Linked DNA regions of Sus scrofa: regions 2 and 3 are each linked to region 1. The links are chromatin contacts, called in public HiChIP or PLAC-seq maps. All regions are on one chromosome and are shown on one strand. The core of a region is the stretch at or near the end of the contact, and the rest is flanking DNA. Distances in the headings are between cores, read along the strand shown.

What was found. HiChIP or PLAC-seq counts read pairs in DNA pulled down with a chosen protein or histone mark.
Region 2: an H3K27ac HiChIP or PLAC-seq map of alveolar macrophages shows a contact between it and region 1. The contact joins two enhancer-like sites. A contact is called at or near these places in 1 of 47 Hi-C or Micro-C datasets (embryonic fibroblasts) and 2 of 2 datasets of contacts at active chromatin or transcription factors (alveolar macrophages and skeletal muscle).
Region 3: an H3K27ac HiChIP or PLAC-seq map of skeletal muscle shows a contact between it and region 1. The contact joins two enhancer-like sites. A contact is called at or near these places in 6 of 47 Hi-C or Micro-C datasets (heart right ventricle, liver, mesenteric adipose tissue and 2 more) and 1 of 2 datasets of contacts at active chromatin or transcription factors (skeletal muscle).

What each region holds. Positions count from the first base shown.
Region 1 is chr14:56,450,572-56,455,448 of Sscrofa11.1, forward strand. No RefSeq gene overlaps it. Among named protein-coding and RNA genes, the nearest start is that of IRF2BP2, 93 kb to the right of the region's middle. Within about 2 kb of position 2,345, at least 76 of the 83 cell types and tissues checked have an H3K27ac peak or open chromatin away from gene starts, as enhancers often do. A contact at or near this core is called in alveolar macrophages, liver, mesenteric adipose tissue and 3 more, where this site is marked.
Region 2 is chr14:56,272,136-56,277,012 of Sscrofa11.1, forward strand. No RefSeq gene overlaps it. Among named protein-coding and RNA genes, the nearest start is that of TOMM20, 160 kb to the left of the region's middle. Within about 2 kb of position 2,541, at least 29 of the 83 cell types and tissues checked have an H3K27ac peak or open chromatin away from gene starts, as enhancers often do. A contact at or near this core is called in alveolar macrophages, where this site is marked.
Region 3 is chr14:56,605,283-56,610,159 of Sscrofa11.1, forward strand. LOC110256752 (a long non-coding RNA gene) reads left to right here. Exons shown (of 2, transcript XR_002338680.1): 2 at 2,395-2,720. It overlaps LOC106506002 (a long non-coding RNA gene), which reads right to left. Exons shown (of 3, transcript XR_002338684.1): 3 at 3,451-4,195. Among named protein-coding and RNA genes, the nearest start is that of TARBP1, 62 kb to the right of the region's middle. Within about 2 kb of position 2,194, at least 28 of the 83 cell types and tissues checked have an H3K27ac peak or open chromatin away from gene starts, as enhancers often do. A contact at or near this core is called in liver, mesenteric adipose tissue, retroperitoneal adipose tissue and 2 more, where this site is marked.

The sequences.
Region 1 (4,877 bases), core at 1,095-3,594:
TTTCTCTTGGTTTCTCAGGAAAGAAAAATCCCCTAGGATCCTCCTTTTCTGTCTGCCTGACAAACCCAATAGGCAAGCTACATTAATCTATAAGTGAAGGTAATGGTTTTTCTGCTGTTTCATACATGCAATGTCAAATTCATGGATCCAGAGGCAAGAGGAGGCCCTGGGAGGGCAAATCCTCCATTTCATGGTTACCCGCCAACCCGCAATGCTGGAGGGATGTCCAGGAGCCCTCTGGTTCCCCCACCCCAGGAGGGAAGAGACTGTTCCCCCCACCACTCGCCCTTCTCCACTTCAGGACTGCGGAAGACAAGGCTGGATCTCTGAAAACAAAGGCCCAGAGAGTCAGATTTCCACCCTTATCCAAAGTGCCATGGCAGCTTCAGACATCCTGGCCAGAAGTGGCTTTGCAGGCTGCCCCTCCAGGAAGGAAGATGAGCGCCCAGGGTCAGAAGGCTGTGAGGTTTCATAGGCTCAGACACACCATTACTGTGACCTCAGTCTCTCTTATGCCAAAATGGACAGGGAGCCGTCTGACTCAGTGCTGTTTCTAGAAACTCGCCAGGGAGCATTTTCCTTCAAGTCAGCTCAGAACACAGGGACGTGGCCCAGCCAGGTCCTGCATGGGGTGGCAACTGCAAAATCCATGGCACCCTGGCCCCCATCAGGGCCACTCTCCTGATTCTGAGTCACCAGTTAAGGCTAGGGGACAGGAGTTGCCCTTGTGGCTCAGCAGATTAAGAATCTGACTAGTATCCATGAGGGCACAAGTTTGATCCCCGGCCTTGTTCAGCAGGTGGAGAATCTCTGGTGTTGCCGTGAGGGGCGATGTAGGTTGCAGATGCAGCTCGGATCTGGCATTGCTGCATGGTGCTGTGGGTCGGCGGATGGAGCTCCGATTCGACCCCTAGCCTGGGAACTTCCATATGCTGCATGTGCAGCCCTGAAAAATAAAGGGAGAGGGGGGCTGCTGCGGTCCTCCTGCTGACTTCTCCCCTGATGCACCCTTGGCTCTTTCCTCCCTGACACCACCACTTCCAGCCCAGGACGGGGCAGTGAGCACGCACACTCCTGAGGGGCCATGACCCCTCTCAGAGGGCCCGCGTGGTCCATCAGAAGGAAACGTTTCACAGTGAGGCCGCTGCGGGCCTGGGAGAGCAGTCCCTGCCAGAGCCTGGCCTTCCTCCAACAAAACGGCCCGGTTCGCCCCTGCTGCAGAAACTTCTAGAACGAGAAGAGGCCCTTCCCAGCATCCTGCTGCACCCAGGGCTAGGAGTGTCAATTTATACAGTGAGGGGAGCCAGCAACCCAGACCCCGCTTCTACGTCACCTGCCAGCTCTCGGTCTGGAGACTTGCCTGTGGTCACCATGTGTCACCTCCCAGGAGATGTTCCACTTTCCAAGCAGGTGAGACAGGAACCCTGTTAAAAATAGCTGGCTGGACTCTTCACAGAGTCCCCCTTATAAAGCAAAACCACTGGCGCTCCTCCGTCCCTGGCCTCAGGTTCCCTCTGGGACTGGGTGGGCCTGGTTCCCGCTGCACTGAACCATCACCACCACCACCTCCCCCTGCCAGTACGCTCTGGTGTGGCACCCCAGCACAGTCCAGCCAGGAGTCACCGCTTGTCTGTGTCCCAGCCGCCCACAGGGCCCTTGGGCTGTGGCCACTGAGCAGCTTTTGCTCCCTGGGTTCACCTCGGTGACCGGGGGCCGCTGGGACGGTCCACACCCTCTCCCTGCCTTCCTGCTCCCTTTAGTGTTTGGCGGGCCAGGCTTTCTGGAGCTTTCTCAGAACTGTGGATGCATTCCCAGTGGAAATCATGACATTTTCCGTTTCACATTACGCACTCCACAATGCCTCAGGAAAAGAGAGAGAGAAAGAGAAGGAAAACAAGGCCTGGGAGCCAGCCCCTCTCTGTCAACAGCCGGGCCAGGCCCTCTCTGTTTATCCTGGAGTCACCTCCCGGAGCTTGACAGCCAGCGCTCCGTGTTTGCTCCTTCCGTCGGAGGACTGATGAATAGGTGACCTGCCTTTTCTATCTGCTCCTCTGCTCCCGTGGCACCTCTGGGCCCAGGCATGCCTCTCGACTTTGTTGTGTGTGGCTTTTTTTTTTTTTTTGAAACTTTACTTTCGACTGCCATGGTAACTGCTGCATGTTTGGCAAAGGGAAAGAGGAAAGAAAAAAAAAAAAAAAAAAAAAAAAGCTGGGAGAGAAGAAAAGGAGCTCTCAGCGCGGGGCTGGCGGCCGTCCAGGGTAATCATGCCGCAGAGCTGAAATGAGGCCTCTGGCGGGCAGCCAAGTTACAAAGAACAAAGCTGTCAGTTCCTAATGTTGACGGCAAAGCCTGCTTGGCACCCTTATATGGTTTCCCAGAACCCCCTGCCTTGGCCGCCATCCATTCCCTTCAGGGCAGCAAACAGGATTAGCCCAGCGCCGAGTTGTTTTTCTCCCTCTCCTCCAACTGTTCCAATGACATCATCCCCGCTGCATTCATTTGCCAGCAGGGTGGTTTTTCTCCCTCTCTCTCCACCTCCCGCCCTCCCTCGCTCCCTCCATCTCTCTCTCACACACACCTCCACTCCCACTTCCTTCCTGTGGCCGCTCCCCGCGCCTCTGCCTCGCTTTAAACGCAATGTTTTAGGTCATTCCCCTTGTCCGGCATCCCTGCAAAATTAAAAATGCCCTGGTGCTCGTACATTTCGCTGAATCAAGCCAGACGTTGTATTTTATTTTTATAACTGAATTCCTGTGAGATAAAAATCTCATTTTCCTTAGCAGGCTGTAATCAGCACTCGCAGGGCTGTGGTTTCCAACTGCCTCGTCTTGTGCTTCCTTATGAAGCTCCGCTGAGAAATGAATTTGGCTCCCATTCAGGTTTAAAGGGCCCGAGGCCGGTCATATGTTGCTCGTTCACACACACACACACACACACACACACACACACAAAATGTGTGCACAAAGACCATTGCACACGTGCGAGCACCTGCACACACACCCACAGCCACGCAAACAAAGGGTACAGAGATACCCACTGAGACAGACGGACACGCAATCAGCACCCAGGGTCACTCTTTTCCTTGCAAGCAGGAGACCAGGTGAGTAAGTAGAAGCCAAGAGCGTCTCCCCCGCCCCTCCCCCAAGGCTGGTTTCAACCAGCAGGCAGGCAAGCATTATGCAACTAACGGCTGGGTTCATGAAAGGAATGGAGGTTCTCCGACTGCACAAATGGGCCCCCGCCCCCCCACCTCACTCTGATTCATGAACTAGTTTTCAGATTCATGAATCACTCGGGAGCCAGCAAGAGAAAAATGAGTAGTATTGATCTCATGGCGATGGAAATGGACTCATTTATGGCCGTGCTGGGTGCGGACAGCTTTCCACCAGCAGACACTCGTCAGCGTCCAAGGGCTGCAGGAGGTGCCTCCACCTGGAGGGGGCAGGGATGCTTGAGGGCTTCTGAGGAGGCTCCCCTCCTCTGATTGTTTAATGGACATAGAGAGACCTACTGGGACATGGACTGTGGCTAGACGCCTCTGTTCTCCTTGGGTCGGTCAGTGGCCCTCTTTTGAGTATTTGCCACCTTTTTTCCTTTTTTTTGGTCCACTTTGAATGAAATCTTTTAAGAGGCATCTCAGAGCAAATTCTTTTCTGGATTTCTGGTGACTTCTCAAGGACTACCTAAAATAGAAATTCACCTTCTACTAGGTGAATTTAAGTTCAAGTTCAACTAGGATGTCTTGGGGTTTGCTTCTTTTGCAGCTTTAAGGCAAAGAGGTAGCTTTGACACTTTTCAGCCCCTTGCACGTTCTTCAGCAGAGAAGCCCTGGGGATACAGACTCTCTAGATTTGGAGTGATCCCATTTATGTCAGGAAAGGCCATCCTCCCACTGGACGAGTGTCATCATACAGATGGGGCTCCGGGATTTCACAAAATCATTCTTTTCCTGCCCAAATGGAGTGATGGTGCTCTGGACTGACTTGGGGAGGTGGGCACTGAGCTGGGGTCTGGTGGCATCACAGACAGGGCCCTCCAGTCCCTGGCAGGTTTGTGAAAGGGGACACTGCTTTCCAAATACTTTCGTTGGGCCCCTTGAGTTTCAACTCAACCACTTTCTCTCTTGACACATGCCCCTCAGCCCAGTCCTGCTCAGCTTGTTGGACTCACCTTCAGGGGTGGGGAAAGCTTCCTTTCCTCTCTAAAACGCTGCAGTTGAGACTGTCATGGGTAAGCAGATCATGATGGCGATTGGCTCTGATTTGCAGCTTTGAAATGGGATTTTGTGTGGTTTTCTGTTCCCAGGTCTCTCCAACCACCCCCACCCTCCCAGCTCTGGGAGATTTAAAACAACCAATTGGACATAGACTTTTCAGAAACTGAACAAATGTTGGCAGCCAACCACCAGAAAAGGATTCGATCCTGAGCTGCATCATTTTGGATCAGGGGTTTGGAAATTAGATTCTCGCCCATTGACTTCAGATGGACAGTCGCGCCATCCAATGCATTTAACTTGGCAGGGATTCTGCGTTGTGACCTTGCCCTCATTTATTTCTGCAGTGCCCAGAGAAAGCGGGAGCAGCCCCGAGAAGGCCGAAGAAGATGCATTTGTATGAATTTCAATAAGCTGTGGGTGCAGAGGTGGCAAGGGCGGCTTGGCATTTCATGAGGTCCGTGAGAAGGTGCCTTTCAGCTCTGAGCAGCCCCAGCTTTCTTGTGCTGAACCTGCAGCTAACTGGAGTCTCAGGCCTGCCGGGACACTGCGGGTTAAAATCACTCCCATGAATGTGCTGGCTGGCCTCGGAGCAAGCGGGGATAGTGGGTTGGCTCATGTTTTGCATTAACTCGTTGGCTTTTTTTCCACTGCAGCCTCACAT
Region 2 (4,877 bases), core at 1,291-3,790, 180 kb before region 1:
CTCTAGCCTGGGAATTTCCATATGCCATAGGTGTGGCCCTGAAAAGCAAAAAAATAAAAAAAATTAAAAAAAAAAAAAACCTAGGCAGCATAAGGATGAAATATCAATTGAGAATATGCTGAGTATTTATGCTATGGGGACCGAAGCCCATGAAAGAGCACTGTGACTAGAAGTCAGCTCTGCAGAGGCAGATGGGGAGCTTCCACCTTCCAATGGCATACAGATTTCTAGAAAGAACTATTACAACCCTACCACTCTCCTCTTTCTTTTTCTTTTCTTTTTTTTTTTTTTTTTTTTTGTCTTTGTAGGGTCACAGCCAAGGCATATGGAGCTTCCCAGGCTAGGGGTCAAATGGGAGCTGTAGCTGCCCGGCTACACCACAGCCACAGCAACTTGGGATCTGAGCCTTGTCTGTGACCTACGCCACAGCTCATGGCAATGCTGGATCTTTAACCCACAGAGCGAGGCCAGGGATCAAACCTGCGTCCTCATGGACACTAGTCAGGTTCGTTTCTGCTGATTCATGACGGGAACTCCCACAACCTTTTCACTCTCCTTTTCTTCTCATCTCATCATGTTTCTTTCTGGTTTGTCGGAATGGTAGTCAGCTGTCAGCAAGCATGAAAAGGCCGCCGTGCTGGTGGGAAGGCCCCAGTATCTGTGTGGGGGAATATCTTATCTACTACCATCAGTAGGAACGGGCAGTGAAAGCCCGGCTGAGGGGCTAAGAAGAGCTTTTCTGTAGTCATGTTGGTCCCAAGAGCAGATCCTACATTTCCAAAGCTTGGGGGCTTGCCTCCTGGAGGCTTGGTTGGCCAGACAGTGGGGTAAAATGCCCAGCTCAGCTGCTGAGCCAGGCCAGACCCCCCATCCCACCCCAGGCCAAATCTCCTTACCGTCAGGGACCTGCACTGGGGATGCCAAGTAGACCTCCAGGGAATGGAAACCCAACCCCACTCAACTCCCAGTGGTGAAGCCCCCAGAGAAGCCAAAATATGGCAGAGTCATCATGCCACAGACTGGTCCCCGGATGATGTGAAAGTCATCCCAAATAGGGGCAGGTGACCCAGCCTGGTTGGGAGCCCAGCGCCCCAGTGCCTGCTGTCGTAAACATCTTCACTGTGAGGGCCGGCGACACTGGCATCTCCCAGCCTGGGAAGAAGCCTTGTCAGCAGAACCTGGTCAGGCAAAGGAAGGTGGTGTATGTGTGTTGGGGGCTGATGCCCTCTGGGGGCATCGAACCTGTGATGTGGAGGGTGTGAGCCAGGATGGCCCTGGTTGGCCTCTGCAGCATGGATGAGCTAGGTAGGTGCTGGGTGGGCACCAGCCAGGCCAGGATGGCTGCAGTCCCACCTGTGGGCTGTGGGGCAGAGCTGGTGGGTCAGACTGTGAGGGCACATGGGCCATAGCCCCACCGGCCAGTGTCCCCCGCTGCCCAGACCCTGCACCAACATGCAGGGCCTGCTGAAGATTTAGTTCCCTGTTCGCAAGTTTCCTTGAGATCTGAGGAAACAAGAACTTGAACTTGGAGTTCAACACACCCTAGGGAAAGCCACCCTGCCCCTTGGGGCTGGGGGAGGGGCAGGCAGGCCACCACTTGTGGGCGGGGAAGGTTGGCACCACAGTCCTAGGGGCCCCCACGCATCGCAGATTCGCAGACGTGTTGGGTCTCCTGTGACAAATATCTGAACGGTAGTGTTTTGAGGAAGGGGAAACTTTTTCTGTATTTGAAAATGAGCTGGAGAGGGGCCTTGAGGGAGGACAGGAAAGAGTCACCTCAATGCCTTAGAATCCTGACCCTTTGTCGCCCTGTAAAGGGAGAAGAGGCACAGGCAGTGAGGGACGTGGGGCTTTGGGGAGGGGAGAGATTGTGGCCGGGGTGTGGGGGACGGTTACGGGGGAGGGGTGCACTTGAACTGGGTTTTGAAGAGCAGCTGGGTGAGCAGATTAGAGGGAGAGGAAGGTCCAGGCGGGGTTAAGACACAGATGAAGGGGTGAGGGAAGAGCTACCCAAGGAGTGTATGAGGACGTCCCCGACTTTGGGTTGGAGAATCTTAGTGGTTGGGGCCAGGTGGGGAGTCCCTGAAGGCCAGCTTGAGCCGAGGTCGCTGGGTGTTGGGTGCTGGCAGAGGGCAGCTTCGAAAGGGGGGTGCCATTCTGGGATGATCCCACTTCAACACGGGCCTGGCAGGCAGGTGACAGTGGGCATGAGAGGGAGGGCATCTGATGGAGGAGGTTCTCTGGGGGAGACCCAGCAGGAGTCTGGGGCTGGAGGCTGGTCAGACTGGGGCTGGAATTGGGGGGGCGCAGAGGGGAGCTGTTGGAGGTGGGGGGACCTTGGGTGATGACACCCAGTAGACAGCGGGTGTCAGGCCCTTGGAGGACAGCTGAGCAGTCAGGGCCATGAGTGGGGGGTGTCCAGGGGGCACCCTGCCCCAGGGCAAGACTGGCAAGGAAGGCCCCTGGGGAGGGGCAGCTGGGGAAAGCCCACCGTAGGTCACTTCACACGCACACAAAACATTTTTCAGATTTGAAGTGTGTGCACAACTCTGACCTTGTGGAAGGGGGTGGTGATTTCTCATTGTTCTGTGATGTTGGTTTCAGTTTTGTAATGAGTGTTCCTGAAAAAAAAAGAAAAAAAAAAAAAAACAACAAAAAAAACCAACAACTAGCACAATGAACACCCAAAGCCCTTTTGAAGTAGCAGAATGGAAAATAGAACTCTGAAGAAGCAGCGGCTTCCTTTACATCCCCGGGGGGGCCAAGTCTCTCTCTCAGGGTTGTGGAGGGACCTTGAACTCCGCATGTCCCCCACGTGCCCTGACATCTAGCGGGGCTGCACATCTGCGTGGAGAGGTTCCACGCAGCTCCGGTGATTTACACTTCTGTCATCACAGACTTGTCACAGGCTCTGGGACGGTGATTTTGGGGGTGCAGCCCCCTGGCCACAGCTGTGTTTCTGGGCTGATGAGTCAAGATGACTGGGCTGATGGCGGATGGGATGGTGTCTTTTTATATTTTTGGTATGAAGTCTCTTCCAAGTAAATGAAGAGGCTACTTTTGAAAACACCGCCGTGGGAGGAACGGGTGCAGGCGGGTTTGCTCTGGGTGCTGGGGTTTCTCTGCATCCAGCCATCGTTTTCATGTGCTCTCTGGTTCCCCTCAGCAGCCTTCTCCTCCACCCCCCCAACACACGATAATTGTGAGAACAATGAAAATCATCAGCCGTGGACACCCCACACCCTCCCCTGAGTTCTTCCGAAGTACCCCAGAAATCAATAAGTTAGGATAGAGAAAATGACATTTGGCTCTGTCTGGGCTGTCCTGTCTGTGTGCTACTGCTGCTGGGGTGTTGAATGGAAATTCTGAAGTCCTCCCTAACCCCGTCAACTTAGACTGTGCTTCCTGCTTTCCTGTTAGTGCCTACTCTCACCCTGACCGTTCTGACACTGTGACTTACAGATCAACTTTTTTTTTTTTTTTAAACCACAGTTTTAAAAAGCCACACACACACACATACTCACGGGGGGGAAAAACATACAAAACAAAAAACCCTGTTTAAGAGCTGACTAAGGAGTTCCTGTTGTGGCTCAGTGGTAATGAACCCAACTACTATCCATGAAGACTTGGGTTTGATCCCTGGCCTCGCTCAGTGGGTTAAGGATCTGGCTTTGCTGTGAACTGTGGTATAGGTTGCAGATGAGGTTCAGATCCAGAGTTGCCATGGCTGTGGTGTAGGAGGGCAGCTGCAGCTCCCATTCAACCCTTAGCCTGGGAGCCTCTGTATGCTGTGAGCGTGGCCCTAAAAAGACAAAAAAGGAAAGAAAGAAGAAAGAAAAAGAAAGAAAGAAAGAGAGAGAGAGAGAAGGAAAGAAAGAAGGAAGGAAAAAAGAAAGAAAAAAGGAAGAAAGAAAGAAAGAAAGAAAGAAGGAAGAAAGAAAGAAAAAAGAAAGAAAGGAAAGAAAGAAAGAAAAAAGAAAGAAAGAAAGAAAGAAAAAAGAAAGAAAGAAAGAAAGAAAGAAAGAAAGAAAGAAAGAAAGAAAGAAAGAAAGAAAGAAAGAAAGAAAAAACTAAGCACTAAGGCTGGTCCTCCAAGAGCCAGGGCCATGACAAAAATTCTCCATTAGCACATTGTTGTCTAGAGGATGAAAACCTTGCATGGTTCTTTCATCAAGACACACCATCTCTGTTTTAGAGAAAAGCAAACATTTTTGTTGTGGGAAAGACAAGTCAAGTGGCCGAGTGGATTGGTGTCCAAATCAGGCAATACTTATCCAGGCACCCTGCCCGGCTCTGGAAAGGCATGTGTGGGCCTACAGGCAGGAGGGGTCAGCTAGTGCTGTCCTGGCCTCTTTGTGTTCGCCTTTCTGTCCACTCTGATGGTGACTCCTTGTCCAGAGCAAAAGAACACAACTTTTTTGATGTTGTCTTGCATACAAATTTGTTAATACTGTCTTGGCAGAAGGGTGACGTTTCTCCTGCTGGAACATTTGATTTAAGATAAGGCAGTGGAGCCCCAAGTTGGCCATGAGATGGGGACCCCACACAACCAGCCTCACTTCTTCGCAGGAACCATGGTTTCTGCTTCTGGGGCTTCAGGATTTGCTCAACTAGCACCACATACCTTGCAGGCTCTGGATGAGATCTTGTGTAGGGGCTCATCCTAGGAGGAGCTGGGGTTTATATAGAGTCACTGGCACCCATTGGATATTGTGCTGTGTTTACCCTTGTTAGATAACGAGGAGTGATTCTTACTCAGCCGTGAGGCCAGCTCCAGGGAACTTCTGGACCTTGAGAAGCTGAGCACTCACCAGTGGACCAGGCACTCTGCTGTCCCTGGTGGACAAGGCCAGGGCCTGCCTTCCAGGGGCCTACTT
Region 3 (4,877 bases), core at 944-3,443, 150 kb after region 1:
AGAGGGAGACTCCCCCCTCTGTAACCAGGAGCTACAGGGGTGGCAATGGAAGGGACCACTGGCGAGGTGGCAGGCTGACTTCTGGGTTCTGCGCCCCTTCCCCCCAGGGAAGGGGACCAGAAGACACCCCACCTGCTAGGTGACTAGGGAGGGCACACCCTGTACAGATGTTGCTGATCCAGCCAGCCTTCCTCGGGTCCGGGAGTCAGGTGCTTCCTTGGAACTCCCTAGCTGCCCTGACAGGGAGGTTGCCTCCGCTCCAGCTCACAGGTGGGGCCACTGAATCTCAGAAAGGTTCACTAATAATGTGCCCAGGTCTCGCCTTGGACACGGTCGATCCTGGGAGTCAGTCAGATCCAGGCCTTTGGGCTACAAGTCCAGCGGCAGTTGCTTCCGTAGGAGGGTCCACTGGCCTGCTTCAGAGGGGGCCTCTGCCCACAGATGGGGACAGTCATGCAGTCTGCCTTCACCTCCAGGGCATCGTGTCTCCCAATAGACACTTGGTCCCCATCTTCCTGTCCTGATGTCCCACTGCCCGTGTGCCCTAAGGAACCACTGACCGGAGTTGAAAGTAGCCATCAATATCTGGCAACCGTAAAACCTGGGGTGTGTTTTGTTGATAAAAACCCCCCAAAGGAAACGACCACAGGAGCTGTGAGGAGTCCAGAGTGGGAGATGTTTTCCAGAAAGGGCCCCTCCAGGGCCGTGGCTTCAGGACAGTCTGTTGCAAACAGGCCCCAAGAATATCTACCATCATCACTGTTAGCGCTGCTGTCGCCCTGGCACCATCAGACTCCACATCTGGGGGGCGCTCCTAATTCTGGATTCCTTGGAGAGCTTGTGGGGCCTGGCTGTCCCCCCTCCTGCTGTCTGTCTTCTGTGTCACTCCTGACTGCCTCCCGCAAGCAGAGCATTCCCTGGGGAGGTTTCCCCGGGGACCCTTTTCTCTGGCTTCCTTACGCAGCTGTCACACTGTCCCACTTGTTTTTCAAGAAGGAGGTCCCCAGGGTTTCTTCAAGGCAGACCTGAACTTGACCCTGCCATGTGGATTTGTCCCCTCTCATCTCCCCGCCCCACCCCCCCGGGAAAGGGGGACCCAACCCAGGCACCCATGGGCGGGTCCTAACAGCCTCTTGGCCTCTGCAGTGCATCACCTGTTGTTTTCTATCCAGAATATGCGTTTGGACATGGAAGGATTTCAGCGGTTCCTGCAAAGGCAAACCTCTCTGGAGGAACCAGAGATGTCTTCTTGGCAGACCAGCTTCACACCCCACAGGGCAGTCTGTCAGCAAAGCATTTAAGGGGATGCGTGCTTAGGTAACACATGAGGGAGGGTAGGTGAGGGAAGCCATCATCCAGCACTTGATCATGAACTTCATATCCGCCAAAGGTGTCTTTTGTTTTTTGTTTTTTGTTTTGTCTTTTTGCCATTTCTAGGGCCACTCCCGCCGCTTATGAAGGTTCCCAGGCTAGGGGTCTAATCGGAGCTGTAGCCACCGAGGGAATCCGAGCCGCATCTGTGACCTACACCACAGCTCAGGACAATGCCGGATCCCTAACCCACTGAGCAAGGCCAGGGATCGAACCCACAACCTCACGGTTCCTAGTCGGATTCGTTAACCACTGAGCCACGACGGGAACTCCTTTACCCGCCAAAAGTTTTTAAGTCATTGCTGCTAGCGCTTCCTCCCAGACACCCTTAGGAGGTGGGTAGAGGCTGGTGTCCTCCTTTTGAGAATAAGGACAAGGAGAGGGAAATACCCCCAAGGACACATCCATGGAATAAGAAGGGTCAGAGGCCTCGGTGGGGAGGTGTTCCCCTCAGCTAACCTCCACTCCTGCCCCCAGCCCCATGTGCCTCCAGCAAGCCAATGCCGAGGATGTTTCTGGAGTGCGGCTTTCACCCAGGAATTGTCTAAGATGTTAGCTTGCTGGGAGCGAGGCTGAGGTCTCGGTCACTGTCACCTAGCATGTGGGTGCTGTGCAGTAAGTCACCGAAAGATGCTCACCTACTGAGCACAAAAAAAGCAAACTCTCACTCTCCAGCCACTCCCGAGCCAGCTTTGAAGCAAGATGTATTTTTAAACACAAGCCTCGTACAGAAAATGTTCCCTCGCATGTCCCCATAGCCTACTAATGGGGCAACTGTTGGCAACCAATACCACCAGCCCGTGCTCAGGGCTGTGTTCTCAATTTTTCTTTCTATTCTTGTCCCCTGGCATATGATAGGGGTTGCTGTCCCGGGAGACTGCAGGCTACTGACGGAAAAGCTTGCAGTCGGTTCTGGCCTGCTCTCAATTTCCAGACTCTCTGATTTCGTTCAAACGCGGGACCTGTGGACCTGTGTCCCTTTACCCAGTTGGTAACTTGGATTTTTTTGTATTCTTCTTGCAGATTCCATGGAATAGCCTGATGTTTCCCAGAAGGCTGGGGACCCCCACCGCCCGCCCCCAGCAGTGCCCCAGGCTGACAAGGGGATTGAAGTCGGAAAGTCAGACGCCTGTCCAGTGCCTGAGAAAGCGGCCTCTGTGCTCCTGCTGGATTTCACAGCAGGGCCAAGGGCCTCACTTCCCTCCTTTGCAAAGGAAAATAGCCATTCTGGCATCAACTTTGCTGATGAGGATTTATCTCCGAAGCCAAAAGGAAAAAAAGTCACCTCTTGAGTCCTAATTAGAATGATTCCTCTACTTAATTTATTCAGGATAGCCTCCTGAATTGGCCTGGTGTGTCCTTGAGTATTGTTACTATTACTGCTGCTGTTGCTGTTGTTGTTTTAAAGAAGCCATTTCTGACCAGGGGCTGGGGAGATGCCTTTTGTTCGCCTCTGGGCCCTGCGGTACCGGCCCCCGCCAAGGGAACCATTCCTGCACTGCTGTGTTTATTTGAGTTATGTAATATAAACAGCTCCAAGGAGATGGGCTCCGCCACTTTTTGTTTTTAGACTCCGACTTCACTTGCCCTCTGCAGAGCTTGGCGCTTGGGTGGTTTCCTCCAGCCTCCTCTGTTTTGCTGCTGGGGAACACAACAGCCTGCCGTTGACCCTTCTCTAGGACTAGCCCTTTCCTTCTCAGACCCAGCAACGAAACAGAGACGCTGCTGAGGCTGACAGTGTCCTCAAAGGCTCAGCCTAGGCTGGAGGTGGAGGGGGCATCAGAATGAGCTGTCTTGGGCATTAAGCTTTCTCTGTAGCTTCTTCACTGATACCTAGTTCCTCCAAGTCAGAAGTATCCCTTGGTGTTCCCATCATGGCTCAGCGGTTAACAAACCCGACTAGCATCCATGAGGATGTGGATTCGATCCTTGGCCTTGCTCAATGGGTTAAGGATCTGGCGCTGCCGTGAGCTGTAGTGTAGGTTGCAGACACGGCTCGGATCCCACGTCGCTCTGGCTGTGGTGAAGGCCAGCAGCTGCAGCTCCGATCAGACCCCTAGCCTGGGAACCTCCATATGCCACAGTCCTAAAAGCCAAAAAGCCAAAAAGCTAAAAAAAAAAAAAGAAAAGAAAAGAAGTATCCCTAGAATGTCTGAAACATAATTCCGTGTCGCATATGGATTCACACCTGACTTTTCAGGAACACCTCTGATGTGTAAAACACATGTGACTATAGTTAGGAGGCGAGTTCGAAAGGTATTGCAGACATCAGCTCCACATTATTTTACTATTTGCAACCCCTTAAGTCAAATATTTGCGAAGTGTTTCAATGCTAATTAGACCAGGCTGATGGTTTATCCCCCTAATGACTCCACGCAGTGGAGAAACCCCGCAGCCTCCCAGCTGAGTTTGCCTTGGCAAAACGGCAGGCGAGGCACCGTTGGATTATACTGCATTTTTAGTGACAGGTTTCTTAAAACAACTCTCCAACCGGCTGCATCACTGATTCCTTTATTTATACAGTTGTCTTAATGCAGATAACAACTATTTTCAGAATAGTTATGAACTCTCAAATTTCTTATGGTGAGATTCCATCTATAAAATCTCATTTTGCAAACTTCCATCTTTCTTCTCAAATCACCCCTGACACTCATGCTTGCCATTTGATCTACCGGGGTCACCAACCTCGAGGTGACAAGGATGCCTTCTTCATCTTTTCAGAACGTTGGGAGGCAGGACTAAAAAGGGGACGGCATAGAGTTTCGGAGGATTGAGCACCCAGGCAATGGAGGTCGGGCGGAGGGAAACTGGTGGCAGGAATGGCCTGGAATAGAGAGAGAGGCACCATGCTTCCCTCGCCCTGGATTCCCAGGCAACTCAAGCCTGGGAAAGGACAGGAGGAAAGGAAGGAGGGAGAGGAAGGAAGGAAGGAAGGAAGGAAGGAAGGGCGGGAGGGAGGGAGGGAAGAAGAGAGGGAGGGGAAGCAAGGAAGAGAAATTACAACAATGGGCAGGGTGGGGATGGGGCGGGGTTGGAACTGGGGATTTGTGCCTGAAGAATCACTGCAAGGGCTACCAGCTGAAGCCCCGCCAGGGCCTCTGACAAAGACACACAGCATCCTCTTGCCTCTTCAAGCCTTTCAGAATGTCTCTGCACTTTTCCAGCAGTAGCAGCTTCCCACTCTTGCATAGCTTCTCATTTGCCAACTCCCAACCCTACCTACCCGTCTCCCTCTACAGTTCTCTCCTTCAAGGTCAAATCCCAGGGCACCTCAGCTTTTCCGTGCCTTTCCCGCGTGGTGAGAGCCACCGCCTGCACAGAACCCCCTGGGGTGGGGAGTGCAGGGGTAGGGATGTGAGCAGCGGGGCAGAGGAAATCTGCTGGGGCCTTGACTTTCTCACACATGTTTCAGATGTGCAGGGGTGTGATTGTAAACAGCGTCTTGGCCGCTGCCAGAGCCGGCCTCTCCACCCCGAGTCCTGTTCCCATCACCCTAGGGGTTCCAG